Regions from separate parts of the Cricetulus griseus genome. Here region 2 is linked to region 1. Evidence: chromatin contacts called from public Hi-C data. All regions are on one chromosome and are shown on one strand. Each heading gives the region's core, a stretch centred on a gene start, on an enhancer-like site or on the middle of the called end of the contact. The rest is flanking DNA. Distances are from core to core; before and after follow the strand shown. Region 1 overlaps Crocc (rootletin). Region 2 holds the start of Sdhb (succinate dehydrogenase [ubiquinone] iron-sulfur subunit, mitochondrial).

Region 1 (5,009 bases), core at 1,759-4,258:
TGTGAGCTGCCACATGAGTACTGGAAACAAAACTCGGGTCCTCCACAGCATCTTTCCCAGACTCCTAGGACGTACTGCTCAGGTCTCCACAGCATCTTTCCCAGACTCCTAGGACGCACTGCTCGGGTCTCCACAGCATCTTTCCCAGACTCCTAGGACGCACTGGTCCCCATTATCAGCCCTACCTCCTTTGCATTTATGTTCTGCTTTTTTGTTTTGACAAAATTTATATTAGTTGAAATGTAAATCTGAAAAGTAATCTTGGTTTCCTTTTGGCCATGGAGGTTACTATGGATGAGCCCAGGGCCTTGGGCATGCTAGGGAAGCACCCTGCCACGGAGATCCACAAACCCCTCCTTTTTTGAGACAGGGGTGAGGCTGACTATGTAGCACAGGCTAGACCTGACTCACAATCTTCCTGCTTCAGTCTCCGGAGCATGAGCATTGTAGGTATGAACCACCATGTCCAATTTTATTCAGTGCTGGGGATCAAACCCAGGCCTCCCATCATATCAGACAAGCACTGTACTAACTGAGCTATGTCCCCACCCATCTTAACCATTTTTAAGGATATGATCTGGGGGCATGAATTACATGCATGCTATTGTACACTGGTCACCTCAAATCTTTTTCATCAGTCCTGTATCTCCCCAAATTCCCCTTGTTGAATGTGACTTTATTTGGAAAGAGGTGGCTGTCACACTGGAATGATGGACCCCAACCCTACTATTGCTATCTTTATAAAAAGGGGGGATCCAGATGCCACGTGACCACTAGAGTTGTGTTGTGTGGACACATCCCACCCAGTACCTTCAGAGGGGCTATGGCCCTCAGATTTCTAGCCTTTGAGACAGTCAAACACACATTTCTGCTTATGTAGCTGCCCAGGATGTGACAGCTGGCCCTAAGGGGTCTGTCTACCAGATGCATCAAATGCATAGGAAAATATTTCCAAACAGTCAGGCATTTTGGCACATGACTGTATGCCTAGCATTTGGGAAGCTGAGACAGGAAGACTGCCCTGAGTATAAGGCCAGCTTAGGCTACACAGTGAGCTCCAGGACAGCCTAAAGTGAGACCCTGTCTAAAAAACTGAGGCAAAGCAATGTGACTGCTGAACCTGTGCTGAGTGTGTGCAGACTTCCTGTCAGTATTCTCCAAGGAGAACAGTTCACATGGTTTGTATGAGCGTTAGCTAGCATGGTGCTCCAGAGACTAATGGTACAAGTGTGTGCAGTTTATACAAACACTGCAATTTCACTAAGCAGCCACAGGCATCCTTGGATTTGGGGAGACAGGGAGTCTGAAAATCCATGGCTACTGAAGTATCACGGTTCCATCACAGAGCCTTCCTGGCCAAGTAAGAAAAGCAGACGGAAACTTATTTTCAAGTAGCTCTGTCTCCTGCCTAGATGTGGGTAACCTTGGACCTGCTTGCTGAGTCTGTGAACTTGTCAGTGCTGGAATGCATTGATACTTATCTTCCTATGACTGCCTCACCCAATGTGTGCAGTGTTTCAGGACTGACCTGCATTTGGGCACATGTAAGCATGTCATTCCTTCTAATGGCTGAATACTACTCCACAGGATGAATATACCATATTTTTGCTGGTCTAGTCATGCCGATGGATGTTTGGGATGTCACTGCCATTTGGCTATTGTGAACAACGCTGCAATAGACTTTGTTATAGAAGTGTCTACCACATGCCTGTTTTCAGTTCTTTTATACTGAGAGTAGAAATGCTGGATCTCCTGCCTTTAACAATTCTATTTTCAGTTTTTGAAGAACTGCCAAGTTATTTCCCACAGCAGCTGCACTGACCAGTAGTCTCTCCCTTGCTTTATTTCTGCTTGCCTAATGTCCCCAAACCACAGGCCAAGATATTCTCTACTCCCTTCATACAGCTCTTCCCATGGCTAGACTCTAAGCTTCCTAAGAGCCCCGTTTACCAGCCTGCTTCCTGATCTATTCCAGGTGTGTGCTGACACACTAGGTACGTGGTCTGTAACTACTGAGTATGTCAATGGACCAGTGCTACTCCGGAAGGTCAGGCCTGGTTGTGCCTACCAAGAGGAACATTTCGGGATCCCAGTCCTGGTATGGAGGGATGTGGAACTGAGATGTCAGCCTGGAGACTTACTAAGAAGATGGGATTTGCCTGGCAGTGGTGGCGCACACCTTTAATCCCGGCACTCAGGAGGCAGAGGCAGGTGGATCTCTGTGAGTTCAAGGCCAGCCTGGTCTACAGAATGAGTTCCAGAACATCCAGAGCTACACATAGAGAAACCCTGTCTCAAAAACAAACAAACAAAAAATGAAGGAAGAAGGAGGAGAAGGAGGAGGAGGAGGGGAGGAAGAGGAGAGGGGAGGGGAGGACGAGGAGGAGGCAGCGGCTAGAGGGCTCCAGGCTGGAGAGATGGCTCAGTAGTTAAAAGCTGCAGCTACTCCTGCAGAGGACCTGGGTTTGATTCCCAGCACCCACATGGCAGCTCACAACCATCTATAGCTCCAACTTCAGGGGATCTAATGCCTCCTTCTGGTCTCTTCCAGCATCAGGCATGCACATTGACACACACGCATATATGCAGATACTCTCACAAACACATAAAATAAAGCAAAAGCATGGGGTTCCAAGATTCAGAAAATTCCTCCATAACAAAGCTACCCAGGAGCCCAGGATAGCCAAGGGGCTTGGCCCTCCCAGGGGTGTGGCTTCAGAGAGCCCTCTACAACCCTGGGCTGCACTCACCTCCCGTGGGTGCCTCCCTGGCTGGGGAGCTGGACACCCGCGCTGGGGAGCTAGACACTCGGCCCAGACCCAGGCCCCGGCGCAGGGCAGAGCGCAGGCCACCCAGCTGGACTTCGGCCACCCGCCGCTGCGCCTCCACGCGGGCCAGCTCCGCCTCCAGGCCCTGCGCCCGGCCCTCAGCTGCACTCAGCCGCAGTCCCAGCTCCGAGGTCTCTGCCCGAACTGCCTCCAGCCTCAGCTCCAGGCCCCGGGCCACCTCCAGCTGCTTCTTCTCGGTGACTCGTGCCTCCTCTAGGGAACCCAGCAGGCCGCGCTCGCGAGCCCGGAACTCAGCCTCTTGTTCCTGCAGCTTCCTCTGGGATCCCTGGAGCTGGGGCGGAGGTGAAGCCAGAAGACATCACAAGGCTGCCCCTGGCCACCATCTGGTGCCCACCACTCCAGGGATCACACCTGTGCCTTTAGTGGTCACCACTCTAGGAGGAGGGGAAAGAACACCCGTGTGTGTATGGGGCCGGGAATAATTTGAATTCGCTTCTTATTTGCTCCTGCTGTTTATGGGTAATGAGCAGTTGGTAATGACAGTTACATTCACATAGTACCAGGCAATACGTTCCCAAAGAACCCAGAACCACTCTTGACCTTTCTGAGCCCGCCTGGTTCTCCTAGTAAAATGGGGTTTATATTACCGACCTCACAGGCAGGCTGTGGGAAAAATCAAACATGGCTGTCTTGAGAGTCTCTCCATGACATTTGGTATCTGCACACACTAGGCCCACAGTTTCTTTGGCTTGTTAATATTAATACACCCGAGGGAGAGTCCCAGAGTCCTCTGGAGGGAAGCACAGGCATACAGTAGCCCACCCTCCTCTGGCCAGCCCAGCCCACCCAGGTACCTCCTGCTTCAAGGCCTCCAGGCTGCTCTCGCCTTTTAGCAACTTCTGCCGCAGGCCCAGCACCTCTCGACGGCTGTCCTTCTCTGCCCGCTCACCCAGGGCCAATCGGCCCTGCAGGTCTGCCAGCTCCCGACCCAGCCTGACATTGTCACTGTCCAGTATCTTCATCTGTGAACCAGAGCAGGCAGAGAAGTCAGCAGGGCCCAACAGTTCTGCCTAGTCCTGGCCCAGGATGGACTGACCTAGGATGCAGGTATCAACTTAGTACTCCAAGTGCATGGGGAGCCTGCCCTGGTAAACTCACTGGACTCAGGTCATGCCAAGCACCTGGCCCCAATGGTTTATATGCCACTTAATGGTGGGGGGGCACAGCAGGGGAGAGCCTGAGTTGACATCCAACCAACCTAGCAACTATAGCTGGGAACTGACTGATCAGAAGCCTTCAACACGTCCCCAGCAGAGCCTAGCACATGACACCAGGCTTGACTGCTGACTTTGAGGGGCCTGGAGAGAGGGCATTATTTTCAGGAATGCCACCCATTTGAAACATCAGTCTCTGGCTATCACATGGGGTCTCCACTGTGGCCATAAGCTGTTTCCTGTTCTTTGGGCCTTTTTAGAATGGGAAAGCCTGAACCTTCCAGAGTGTGGGCAGTACCCAGCATATAGCAGGTGCTTGATCAGTGCTTGCTGGCGATGGGGTTGCGATCTAGTCAGAGGTCAGCCCCTACAGTCTGCAGACAAGTTCAGCCATTTCCTGTTTCTACTAAGGCAAGGACAGCTCTTCTATTTTCAAACAGCAGAAAATGGCTTAAAACCAAAACACAAGGAAACAAAACCACAGAGAAAAACAGTATTTCCTAACACATATTAATTACATGAAGTTCAAATCTGTGTTCAAAAAGGTTGGCTGGAGCACACTCCCATGTATTCATATTTCATGCAGTGTGTGTGTGTGAGCGCGTCTCACGTGCATCTCCCATCTTGTGCTGGATATCAAACACAAGCTTTGGGCATGTTGGGCAAGCATCATGTCACTAAGCTACACCCTCAACCTCTTACGGATATTTTCCTTTTTAAAAATTTTTAAAGGCGTGGTGGTGCACCCCGCACATGGGAGGCAGAGACAGGCAGATCTCTGAGTTCGAGGACAGCCTGGTCTACAAAGTGAGTTCCAGGACAGCCAAGGCTACACAGAGAAACCCTGTCTTGGAAAAAAAATTTTTTTTTGCTTATTTATTTTTACATATATGAGTGCTTTGGCCTATATGTCTGTCTGTGTATCACATATGCCTGGGGAGGCCAGAAGAGGCCACTGGCTGCCCCGGGACTAGAGTTACAGACAGTTAGTTATGAGCTGCCATGT
Region 2 (5,009 bases), core at 1,265-3,764, 62 kb before region 1:
GTTTAAAGGGAATGGGGACCACTCTTTCTTTCTCTCTTTGCTTCTTTCTTTCTTTCTTTCTTTCTTTCTTTCTTGTTTTGAGACAGAGTTTCTCTGTGTAGCCCTGGCTGGCCCTGTAGACCAGGTTGACTGCAACTCAGAGATCCACTTGCGTCCCCCTCCTGACTGCTGAGATTAAAAGCATGTGCCACCACCTCCTGGTCCTTTTTCTTTTTGGAGGGTCATGGAACAAGTTCTCACTACGTAGCTCAGGCTGATCTGCAACTAGCAATCCTCCTGCCTCTGCCTCTGCCTCTTGAGTGCATAGAATGCAATCTTGAGCTATCAAACCCAGGTTGGTGTTCATTTTTGCTTCCAGACTCAATTTCTAACCCTGGAGTGCCTCAAGCAGAAGGCCCACCCTAGGCTGCCCAGATTTCCTAGTATTCAAAGACTGTCTGTGAACAGGGGCAGTCATTCGCACTCCACTGGGTTGTCGGGAGAACCAGAGTAGACTGTTGATGTAAACACATTTGCAAGGGATGAGGTGAGGTTCTGTATAAATACAGAACACCCATCACAATGTCTGATGAAAAGCAATATATCAATCGCTCTCTACATGGATGGCAACCAACCCACCCCAAAGCCTGGTCTTATAGCAAGGACACCTCGGGAACATAAGTCAGTAGTAGACCATGAAAACCTTTAAGTCCTATGACATCTGTGCCTTTGTGGAAGCCCGAAGCTCAGTGCGGAGGTAGAGCCGCCCAGGAATTTATTATCTCTCCATAACACTGAGCTTCCCAAATCCCCATGAAGCCCAGGAATGACATGACTGCAGAGTTTGTGGGCACACTGGCACCGAGAGCCCCTCCATAAATCAAGGTCTCACTTTTGCTGGCCACAGCCTGCTTTTTCCAAGGTGACCTGGGAAAAGTTAAAGGCTAGCCACTCCTGTGGGGGTGGTGTCTGTCTTTGACATGATGGCTGGAAATGGCTAAGGTGTCAGGTCTCTGGAAATAATACCTATTGACTCTCTGGAGGAATTGCAAAGAAAACGAAGGTCTTCCTACAACCTCCTACAAGTTGGAGGTCTGCCTACAAGAGGCAGAGGCAGGAGCACTCAATTTGGTCGGCTGGGGTAGACTGGAGGGGCCTATCCCAGTGCTGAGCCAGCTCCCTGCAAAGTCAAGGTGACCTCCACCTTGTCATCTGTTGCACAAGACAAGCCATGTCAATTGCAGAATCTTAAATCAGCTGTCCCAACCCCCCTGCGGATTCAGACCAGGACACTATAAGTCAGAGGTGAAGAAGGACTTGTCCAAGGTCACATGGCCTGAAGGGGAGCAGTTGAGGTGACCTTCTGGAGAGGCCACCTGGCAGAGAAGCCAGCTTCAGGTTCAGGTCTCAGAAACGTGGCCCCATCTAGCCATTCCCTCTGTCATCTTAATTTCTCCAGTGGCATCTAAATGAGTTGGAGTGAGGAAACCAAAGACTGTAAACAGTGATCTTCCTTTGCCAAAAGTGAGAGGAGAGAAATGAAATCATTCCTTCTGGAAACAGGTGACCAGCAAAGTCACTGGGTGTCCGAAGAGATCAAATGACTTGGGACACCAAGATCACACCTGCCTAATGTAGTCAAATCCCAAGTCAGAGAGACTGAAAGAATGTAAACAAGGTGCTAGAAAAAACAGTCCAGACGTTAAAGGAAACTTACAAAACACACTCTGTGGATACAGCTCAGTTGGCAGAGTGATTGTCTAACACGCACACCCGGGCATGGTGGCACACACCTGTAACTCCAGCAGCAAGAGCTGAAGTTCAAGGTCATTCTCCTTAGTGGACACCCTAGGCGACGTCACCCATCTTTCCTACTGTTACTTCCCCCACTTTCCCATCTCCACTGTTATAGAGGAATTATGTGAGTGTCTGGGTCACTCACCCCGGCATCGCAGAGCCTGGGCCCAGCCACAGATTGCTTTCGTTTTGGTTTTGCGTGTTTTGAGGCACGGTTTCGTGTATCCCAGACTGCCCTCCACCTCATTACGCAGCCAAAGATCCTCCTCCTGCCTCCGCGTGCCAATTTCTAGGATTCCAGCCCTGCGGGTTATGTACATATTTATGGATAAATGCGTGAGTGACACCTTTGTCAGTCATCCTTGTGATCGCCTCAATCACTCACCAACTGCCCCAATCAGCTAGGCGCTGAGGGGTTCTCTGTATTCAGCAAAAGAGCTGATCAGTCAAGAGTCAGACATGATTGACAGGCATCCTGGCAAGCGGAGAGGGATTAAAATCCCGACCCAGAGCAAAACGGGAAGGCTCCGCCCCTCCTCGTCTTTGCTCCGCCCCTTGCCAGCCACCCTTTCTCCCGCCCATCAGACTGCAGAGGTCACCCTAGGACCAAGGGAGGCCCAGTGGGCATGCGCCCTGCTGGCCGCCATTGCGCACGCGCGCTTCCCATTGGCTCGCTCGGGAAACCGGAAGCCGCCTCCCATTCGTTGGCTCTCAGGCGGCTAGCGGGCCTCGGGGTGAGAGGCCGGCTTCCACCGCGGTGTTCGACGGGATGCCGGAGGGTAAGGGGCGGGGCTGACGTTGGGAGCCAAGATGGCGGCGGCGGCGGCGGTGGCGGTTGGTGTCTCCTTGAGGCGCTGCTTCCCGGCAACGGCTCTCGGCAGAGCCCGCCTGCAGGTGAGGCGCGGGGCCGTGGCTCAGGGGGCGCCGTGCCCGTCCCCGAGGCTGCCTGGGGTGGGCAGGCCACGGAGAGGCGGCGGGAGCCCGGGTCCAGGCCTCGGGGGAGGACGTGCCACCTGCGCGCTGCCCCGGAGCGTCCTGTCACACGGCCCCCCGCGCTTCGCCACAGCCGCCGAGTCGCGGCCGGGCGGAGGTTGGGAAAGGTCAGCGGGAAGACGGAGGGCAGGGAGGGCATGTTCAAGGTCACGTGGCAGGCGCCCGGTTGTCGCAAGCCAGCTTCGAACCCAGAGGTTTGGACTAAGGGCGGCCTGCGGTGGGTGGGGCCGGGCCGGCCCCGGGAAGCCAGGTCGCACCTCCAGGGTGGGCTGATCTGGGTCGGTGAAGAGGGAACGCAGTGCCCCTGGCCCTCCCGGGAAAGGAGAGATGGCAGAAGCGACCCAGCCCTCGGAAGATGCGGACCCCGGTCTGTGGAAGCCTGCAGGCAAGACCCGGTTCCCGAAAGCGGGTTTATCCCAGGGTGTGTAGCGGCACCGGTCCCCGGCCGTTGACGTGGGATGACATAAGCAGAGCCCGGAGCTGCTTCTGTCTCTGCTACTGTGGTGGCCGTCACAGGGCTCCCCACACGCCCTGTGTCCTGGGGAGCTGCACTCTGCGGGTGTGCCTCCTCAGTGGGAGCATTTAGAAAGAAAGGCCAGAGAGACGGCCTCTGCTTTCTCAAGGGACTGGAGACTTACAAATCCCGGACGCGCTGTACTCCTGGACAGAACCTTTTAAAGGTGGGGACTCTCCTTAAAGGTTTGAAAACCGAGTCTCTCCATCGGCCCCCATTTCTTAAAACTTTTCCAGGGCACTTTTTATTTTTTAAGATTTTTTTTTTTTAATTTGTGTGTACGAGTGTTTGCTTGAATGTACGTAGGGGCACCGTGGGCCTGTCTGGTATCCATGGAGATCAGAAGGGGGAGCTTTATTCCCTGGAACTGGAGTTACAGGTGGTTATGAGACTTGATGTGAGTGCTGGGAACTCACCCCTGCTCCTCTCCAAACTGCTAAGACATATCACCAGTCTTGTTGTTTTTGTTTTGTTTTTGGACGGGGTCTCTTAAGCAGCCCTGGTTGCACTTTCGCTCCTGGAACTCAGAGATAACCCCTGTCTCAGCCCCCCATGCTCAGGGATTAAAGATGTGTGCTGCCATCCCTGGCCCTGCCACAGACATGGTTGGCATATAGAAATATTAGTTCCAGCCGGGCGTTGGTGGCGCACGCCTTTAATCCCAGCACTTGGGAGGCAGAGGCAGGCGGATCTCTGTGACCAGCCTGGTCTTACAAGAGCTAGTTCCAGGATAGCCTCCAAAGCCACAGAGAAACCCTGTCTCGAAAAGCAAAAAAAAAAAAAAAAAAAAAAAAAGAAATATTAGTTCCTTTTCTTGACTTTACTTGATCTCCCTCATCATAAGTGCCTGCTGTGCCTGCAAACACAGTACACACTCCACCATTTTGCAATCCCAGCCCTCATATGTGAGTACAATATTTACACATTTCTATCCCTCTCCTGCATGCTCCCCTGCCCCCTCTCAAATTCATTACTTTATCATTGCTATATATATATACACACATACACAATCTCTTGACCATTTAGTGTTGCTTATACATACATATGTTCAGTGTTGACAACATGGGATTGGATGCATAATGCCAATACCAGTTCACATGCTAACATGAATTGGGGGGAAGTTTCCCAAGGCCCCACCTCTAATTGAAGAGCTACAGGAAATCCATGGCTGCTGAGAAGGGGTGCATCAGGAAGGAGCCTCCCGATAGGTTTGCCAGTTAATGATTCTCAGGGACCTTGTTTTCTTTATCAGCCTCTTTCCATGTTGCTGAGGCAGCAGTAAAGTTGTAAGAGCCCCACCACTAGGAATGAGTTCTAAGGCCCAGGCTGGGCTTCCTAGAATGAACTATAGAAAAGCTGGTTTCACAGGCTGGTGTTAGCATTTCAGGAGAGGCCTTTGCCCACCTTCTCCAGGGACGTAAGAGCAAGAGAGGCATCCTCCCTGTGGGAAGGTTTTTGTGTTGGATTTGTATTCCTGAGAACCCATAATGAGCTTGCTGTATTTCTGTGGGCTTGTTGGTTCAGGTTCTGAACCTCCTGTGTGTGGTCTGCACCCCAGGACTGCAGTTCTGCTTGCAAGAGTTTAATTGTGATGGGTTAACTGTTAATAGCATGCCTTATTTCTTCATCTGGACTGTGGACTCCAGGAGGGCAAAGCTGCTTTTTACAGCTGTGCCTCTCTTTGCTCCTGGGTCTGGCAAAGCTTAGAATGCCCATCTGCCAGTCA

What was found. A called contact is a pair of places that touch in the nucleus more often than the background predicts.
Region 2: a contact with region 1 is called in a Hi-C map of the CHL-YN cell line, with 2.3 times the contacts expected there. The contact joins the promoter of Sdhb here to the enhancer-like site in region 1. A contact is called at or near these places in 3 of 8 Hi-C or Micro-C datasets (the CHL-YN cell line, the CHO-K1 cell line and liver).

Annotation. Positions count from the first base shown.
Region 1 is chr2:12,229,905-12,234,913 of CriGri-PICRH-1.0, reverse strand. It overlaps Crocc (rootletin), which reads right to left. Exons shown (of 35, transcript XM_035439440.1): 24 at 3,644-3,811; 25 at 2,751-3,120. Among named protein-coding and RNA genes, the nearest start is that of Mfap2, 12 kb to the left of the region's middle. Within about 2 kb of position 3,008, at least 1 of the 6 cell types and tissues checked has open chromatin away from gene starts, as enhancers often do.
Region 2 is chr2:12,291,909-12,296,917 of CriGri-PICRH-1.0, reverse strand. It overlaps Sdhb (succinate dehydrogenase [ubiquinone] iron-sulfur subunit, mitochondrial), which reads left to right and starts at 2,514. Exons shown (of 8, transcript XM_027399889.2): 1 at 2,514-2,670. The coding sequence starts at 2,587.